2 separate regions of the Mus musculus genome follow, and region 2 is linked to region 1. Evidence: chromatin contacts called from public Hi-C data. All regions are on one chromosome and are shown on one strand. Each heading gives the region's core, a stretch centred on a gene start, on an enhancer-like site or on the middle of the called end of the contact. The rest is flanking DNA. Distances are from core to core; before and after follow the strand shown. Region 1 overlaps Pdia4 (protein disulfide isomerase associated 4). Region 2 holds the start of Zfp398 (zinc finger protein 398).

What was found. A called contact is a pair of places that touch in the nucleus more often than the background predicts.
Region 2: a Hi-C map of CD8 T cells shows a contact between it and region 1, with 2.3 times the contacts expected there. The contact joins the promoter of Zfp398 here to the enhancer-like site in region 1. A contact is called at or near these places in 16 of 39 promoter capture datasets (the 3T3-L1 cell line, 3T3-L1-derived adipocytes, the HPC-7 cell line and 9 more), 11 of 15 datasets of contacts at CTCF or cohesin (CD8 T cells, the G1E-ER4 cell line, the NIH/3T3 cell line and 6 more), 156 of 484 Hi-C or Micro-C datasets (3T3-L1-derived adipocytes, the AML12 cell line, B cells and 88 more), 28 of 115 datasets of contacts at active chromatin or transcription factors (the 230-238 cell line, CD8 T cells, the HPC-7 cell line and 18 more) and 5 of 9 other capture datasets (adipose tissue, embryonic stem cells, liver and 2 more).

What each region holds. Positions count from the first base shown.
Region 1 is chr6:47,797,472-47,800,998 of GRCm38.p6, reverse strand. It overlaps Pdia4 (protein disulfide isomerase associated 4), which reads left to right. Exons shown (of 10, transcript NM_009787.2): 7 at 1-61; 8 at 1,657-1,813; 9 at 2,401-2,634. Among named protein-coding and RNA genes, the nearest start is that of Mir704, 4.4 kb to the left of the region's middle. Within about 2 kb of position 1,743, at least 24 of the 459 cell types and tissues checked have an H3K27ac peak or open chromatin away from gene starts, as enhancers often do. A contact at or near this core is called in B cells, CD8 T cells, differentiating embryonic stem cells and 6 more, where this site is marked.
Region 2 is chr6:47,833,884-47,837,410 of GRCm38.p6, reverse strand. It overlaps Zfp398 (zinc finger protein 398), which reads right to left and starts at 1,750. Exons shown (of 6, transcript NM_027477.3): 1 at 1,491-1,750. The coding sequence starts at 1,514. It also overlaps a transcript of Zfp786 not described here.

The DNA of each region.
Region 1 (3,527 bases), core at 494-2,993:
GACACACCCTGAGAAGTTCCAGTCCAAGTATGAGCCCAGGTTCCACGTGATGGATGTTCAGGTGAGGGGGGCTCTTCAGAGGCGTGAAGCGTCCTCTGCTATGTCAGTTCCTGGGTATTCTACGTGCACAGCATCTGGACTTTGAAATGTGGAGAATTTTCTTTGCCCACAGGGTGTGGCATACCTGTCTTAGACACTGTTCTATTGCTATGAAGAGACATCATGACCAAAGCAACTCTCAAAAAGGAACGTATTTAACTGGGGGCTTGCATGTGGTTTTAGAGGTTTAGTCCATTGTCATCCTGGTGTGGAGCATGGTAAGAGGCAGCAAGCATTGGAGCGGTTGCTGCAAGGCCCATCCTGACGCATAGGCAGAGAAACTGGGCTTGGCATACAAGAGCTTTCGAAATCTTAAAACCCACCCCCACTAACACACCTCATCCAGAAAAGCCAAACCTCTTTTTCTTATTCTGTGGAAGAGTTCCACTCCTTTTGTATTCAAACCTCCTTTCCCAGCCTTTGCTTCTCACCCCACTCTTAAGCTTCAGGGCACAGAACAGGAGCCTAATCAGTGAGTGTTGTATTTTTCCCTGATGATGCTGGTCCATTGTGCTGAGGCTCCTGGTGTTGGAGCTCTGGGTCTTTATGGGACCCTGTGGGGCAAGTGGACCTCCTACCCTGGGAGATCTCAGAATTGAGAATGGTGGGTATGGGGCCAGCTCCCTGTCAAGCTCTACCTGTCCTGGAATATATAACTACGACACCCCATTAAGAGGGCCTTGACAGTCAGTCATGTAGGGACAAGACCTGGAGACCTACGTTCCCTATGCAGATAGAGCATCCCTAACATCTCAGACTGAACCAGTGAGAAGCATCTACCCCTGGATCCCACCCTCCTCCACATGGAATAAAGTGCTTGAGTTACCTCAACAAGAACTATCTAAGAGTGACCTTGAGTTTTAAGTGTGAGCTCTAGTGACCTCCAGTCTCTAAAACCTGAGTTCTGTGTCCCTTTAGACACTCACTCTGACATATATTTTAGGTGCCATGCAAACTTGGGTTTCCTTGATACTGATGAAACATCTCACTGAAGAACCATATAGGCCATCATTAGAGGAGTCCATTGTGGAGCCTAGTTGAGTACAGCTGTTTGTGTGAATGCTATGCCCTCAGCACACAGCCCCCAGAGAAAAAAAGTGGGCTCGGTGTGACAGCTCACCAACCACGTCTTTCGCCTGAGTCTAAATTCTAATCTGAGGCTTCCCTGCTCTCTAGTACAATCTGAATGCTCTCTAGTACAATCTGAAGGTTAAAGGTGTGGCTGCGTGTGGCCAGCTGCAGCGCCTTGCCTGGCCATTTATTAGCTGCAATTGTATCTCACCTTGTCATCTGTAAAAGGGATTTCAGGGCTCTTGTGGACCTCAGTTAACTGACTATGGAAAAGCCCGCATGGTTCAGTCCATGTGTATAGTTACTGTTTAAGACCATTAAGCTTTTTCTCATTGGGTTTGGAGTTCCAGTCAGAAGAAATGGTGTGATTAGATGGGGTGAGTGAGCTCACACAAACATCTGTGCTTGACAGTGACTCTGACGGCACGTTAGCTAGAGCTCCCTTTTCATTGTGCTTGCTCTTAGTCTATGCTGTCTTTGACACAGGGCTCTACAGAAGCATCAGCCATTAAGGACTATGTAGTGAAACATGCCTTGCCCCTGGTGGGCCATCGTAAGACTTCTAATGATGCTAAGCGGTACAGCAAACGCCCCCTGGTGGTTGTATACTACAGTGTGGACTTCAGCTTTGATTACAGAGCTGGTGAGAGACCCTACCAACACCTTTATAGGGCGGGGGCTACCATTTTTAGACATCTTGTTCTAGAACCCTTAAAGTTAGTGGTATGGGCATATTTTTGCCTCTAGCATCGGATTTCGAGTTCTGAGCCATAAAGTACCCTTTTTCCTTCCTGATTTAGTAAAAGGGGAGTTAAGAGTCAAACCTAGGGCTAAAGAGTTGGCTCAACAGGTGAAAACAGTGCCAATCCTGAGGTATTATACTATGCATTCTATAATAAAAATTAAAACAAACAAGAAAATAGACGATAAAAAAAAAAGTCAAGCCTAGTACCTTCATAGAGATGATGTAGCAGATCTGGTGCTGAACTGGCTTCTCAGACAGAGCTGTGTTGCCAGTACCCAGGTCTCCTGGGGCTTAGTTGGAGTTCTATCCTTAAGCCAGCTGCTTACACAGTGTTGCTATACCAGAAATCCTTTCCTATCTGGTCGAGGTACTTCTGGGTCTGGGCCTTGTCGGAGAGCGTCAGTGTCAGAATCTTGAATCTCACAGTCCAGGGCAGGACAGTTCTTCTGCTCAGCCACTTAGTTCACAGCCTGTGTCTGTTTCAGCTACTCAGTTTTGGCGTAACAAAGTCCTAGAGGTGGCCAAGGACTTCCCTGAGTATACCTTCGCCATTGCTGACGAGGAAGACTATGCCACGGAGGTGAAGGACCTGGGGCTCAGTGAGAGTGGAGAGGATGTCAATGCAGCCATCCTAGACGAGAGCGGGAAGAAGTTTGCCATGGAGCCAGAGGAGTTTGATTCAGACACTCTCCGGGAATTTGTCACAGCTTTTAAAAAAGGTGAGTTGGGCCACACATGTTTGTGCCTCACAAGGACAGGTGACACTCCGAAGCTTCCGAGCCAGCAAAGGACTCTTTTATCAAGAATGAATAAATGATTTAAAAAAAAAAGGAAAAAAAAAAAAAGAATAAGGTAGCACATGATAGAGGAAGCCACCTAATCTCCTCTCCATAGCCCCAGAAAAGACCTGGTAGGTCCCCTGTTTCTCCCTGCCCCTCCTCACTCTCCATAGCCCACAGAAAAGACCTGGTAGGTCCCCTGTTACTCCCTGCCCCTCCTCACTCTCCATAGTCCCCAGAAAAGACCTGGTAGGTCCCCTGTTTCTCCCTGCCCCTCCTCACTCTCCATAGTCCACAGAAAAGACCTGGTAGGTCCCCTGTTACTCCCTGCCCCTCCTCACTCCTAAGCCCTCTCCAACCCATTTTCTGACTTAGTTACCTGAAAAAGTGCCGATGTACCCCCCAAACTCTTCGGTACCAAGACAACTTAAATGTTACTTCAGACATTAGGAGGTTTACTTTTTCCTCATTTTGGCAAGTTTTCTAGTATTTACTTTGAAAGCAAAAGCCGGATGAGGGCCCATTCAGTAGCATCAGTCTAAAGAAGCCACAGTTTGTGGTTAGGCAAGGATTCCAGGAGGCATCTCCAGATGCATCCCAGTCAGGTGCAGCTGAAAGCTCTGTGACTTGAGAACTTGACCTGGAGCGTCTCTTGCTGCCGACCACTCGCACTCAAGAGTCTTACTCTAGGCGCTTCCTCTCCTGTCCCTTGGGGTTGGGAAAATGGAGACAGACTCTCTGTTCTTTGTTTTTGCTTTTTGAGACAGAGCCTTACTGTATCTCATGTTGGCCTCAATCTTGTGATTCTCCTGCCTCAGCCTCTCAGAATGCTG
Region 2 (3,527 bases), core at 501-3,000, 36 kb before region 1:
ATCTGTATCCTGCCTTCATGTAAATATGTGACAACATCTACATGCCCAGTGCCCTCAAGGGTCAGAAGAGGGCATCAGATACTTTGGAATTAAAGTTACAGATTGCTGTTAGTCACCATGTGAATGTTAGGAATCAACTCGGGGCCCTCTGCAAGAGCAACTGGTACTTTTAACTGCTGAGCTATCTCTCCATAACCCCTAAAAAGATTTCTTAAAATTAAAATTAAAAATATCAGTATTTCCAAATTCTTCTTCATAAAACAGTCTTGCCCTGGTCAGTACCAAAGTCACTGAGTCCAAGTGATTATTGAGGACTTTAAATGTGCTCAGTTCAATTGAGATGTGTTGTGTTTAAAATCTCATTAATAGTTTTATAATATTACTATTAAAATATTTTTATACTTTGAGCTAAATAACATTTCACTGAATTAACTGAAATTAATTTCCTCTTTCTTTTTACTTTTTTTTTTACTTTTTTCTTTTCTTTCTTTCTTTTTTTAAAGACACACACTCTGGCTATTTGGCCAAGCATATACTAAAATTTCTGATTCTCCTATTTTAAACTCCTCTGTGAGCCACCATGTTACCATCATGGTTTAACCTCCTAAACATGACTACTAGAGAACTAAAAGTATGTGACAGTTTTCAGCATGGCATATACCTATAGCATACACCATGGGCTCTACTATCTTTTTTAAGGGTTGGGGGAAAATTAAACTTGAAGGGTATTCCCCTCTACTCCATTCCCCGCCCCTCCCCGCTGCTCCCCTGGTTTCTTCTTTCTTTTTTACTTCCTATCTACTCCTCTGCAGACCTGCCTGACTTCTGACTTATTTAAAAAGTCTCTTTGAGCTGACCAAAGCCTTCTTAGGTGGCAAACAAAAGCAATACTTTCCAATCAGAACGTTCTGTTAAACGACCATCCCCTCTTCCTTAATGGCTGTGTGCAGGGACTGTGCGGGTTGTCCTGGTAGCCCTGGCATCTCTGGTGCATGCACGGCTGGGCCCACTGCAGGCCTGCAGCAAACAAGCACACGCACGACTGCACTACTGGCTAAGCCTGCGCTCGGTCGGCCTTCCAAGGTCCCCGCGGCGCCACAGCCTGCCCTCCCGGGCGCGCGAGGCTGTCTGTCCTCACGCAGTCCATAAGGACACACCTTGGCTTTTACCTTCCCCGCCACGCAGGTGACTGTCCTGCCGCACCTAGCAACGACAGCTCTCGCGGCTGTACAGAATGGCTGGTGGATTGCAAAAACACCTCGAGCCCACTTCCCCGTTCCGCGGGCTGACGCGGAGCACCGCGGCGCGTGTAGGTTAGAAACTGCAGACCCTGGTCCCGCGGCGTCGCCCGGCGCTGCGGTCCGCGGTGGCCTTGCGGGGCAAACGACAGCCGCAGACCCACGCGGGCCACAAGGCCCGCTGCCGTCCCCAGCTCCCTCGCCTCCCCCGAGGCCCGGGTGACAGAGACGCCCGTCCATCAGCGCCCTTACCGGAGCGGCGGTCGCCTCAGCCATGGCCCTCCGCTGCCCGGTCCTGTCCCGGGAGTCGCCACCACACGCAGGCCCGGCTGCTCAGTGCTCTCGGCAGACGGCGAGAAGCGGTCTCGCGTTGCTCGCTCTGACAGGACTCGCGCGGCAATCGGGCTTCCGGGGGCGCTGGGACGCAGAGGAGCTGAGTAGCGAGCAGCCTACGCCGCACCGGCTGCAGCCGCCCCTCAGCTGGCGCTTTGTGGGCAGCGAGTACTGCAGGCGCTCTGCCGGCCTAGACGCGCCCCCCTCCGGTCGGTCCTCCCGGGACAGCGCGCCCCCTGGCGGCCCCCGCATCCGGAGCGCCTTCCCAGAGGTCAGCTTCTGAGAAAAGAGTTTTGGTGAACGCAGATCCAACCTACTCGGGTTTCCCATCCATCTGAGAAGACCCAGCAGATGCTACATAGTTTAAGAGCCAGGGAGCGGTGTCCAGGCTGGACGATAGTGTAATCGGCTACCAGAGTGAGCTAGGTGGGAATGATGGAGTTATATCGTTCGTAGAAATTACAAATATGACTTGTATTGGCACCAGAGATTCTGATTATTTTGATTATTGTCTCACTTGGGCTTGGATGAGAAGTAGAATTTTTATAAAGATTTGTTTCTTTTAATTTTATATGTATAAATGTTTCTCTACACTTGGATGTCTACTGCCTATGGAGGCCGGAATAGGATGCAGGATAACCTGGAACTGGAGCTACACACACAGTTGTGAGCCAAACCCAGATCCTCTGCCGAGCTCACTCACCAGCACCGACAAGTGGACTACTTGAGCCAACAGAAATAAAGCTTGTGGTTAGATTTGCTGGATCTGGACTAAGGACCAACAAAAGACAGAGTTGTGTGTTTAACAGCTTGTGTGGCAGAAAGATAATCACACAGCCATAACTTTCCAGTATTTCTCTTTTTTCAAACATGTATGAACCAAAGTCTTCTCAGACATTTATCTCAGTAAATGAAATGAATCCATTCAATGCCCTCAACAGTAGACTGTCTATAGTGCCCCCACAGTATAGGGATCTTCCTGCTGGGCCACTACCACTTGAGTGTACTGTGAGTCTTTATAGTGTACATACAAAGCAATATCTTGTGTATACTTTGAGTCTACTTGAGCATGAACTGTGGTCAGATGGTGCATAGTTGGGAGTTAAAACTACCGTTCTCTAAACTAGAACATCACTATAATGGAATGAACTAGAAAAAGAAGAAAGAAGAGGAGGAGAAAGAAAGAGAGAGACAGAGATAGAGAGAAATAATTGACCTCAGGAAAATAATTAGTGATTTTATTATTAAAAGACATAATTTTTAAATGTGGCCTTCGGCCTGGCAGTGGTGATGCCCATCTTCAGTCCCAGCACTTGGGAGGCAGAGGCAGGTGAATCTGTATAAGTTTGAAGCCAGCTTGGTCTACAGAGTGAGTTCCAGGAAAGCCAGGGCTACACAGAGAAACCCTGTCTCAAAAACAAAAACAAAAAACAAAAAACAAAACAAAACAAAACAAAACAAAACAAAACAAAAAAAGGCCTTAGAAAGCAAGAATAAAGCCTGATATGATGGTACTTGCTTTTAATCCATGCACTAGGAAGCAGAAACAGGAAACTTTCTGTAAGTTTAAGGCCAGCCTGGACTCCAAAGCAAGTTCTAGGTCATTTGGAGCTCTACAGTGGAACCCTGTTTTAAGGGGGTGGGTGACTAATTTCCAAACTCTCTGTTTCCCTCCTAGTTGTCAGATGCTCCTATGGATATGAAACATGAACATTTGTATGACTAAACAATCCTTAATCCTTTAACTTTTTGAGGCATGTAGCCCAGGTAGTGAAGGATGACTGTGACCTCCTGATCTTCCTGCCTCTACCTCCCAAAGGTTGGATAAGCAAGACACATTCAACTGAGCCCCACCAAGCATCAGGGCTAGCTCTGTCTGTTCAAAATAATGATGCCATCACCAAGCTGTTAAATGTTTCATCCTCTAAAACAGTGGTGTAGAGAGAATATCTTGTG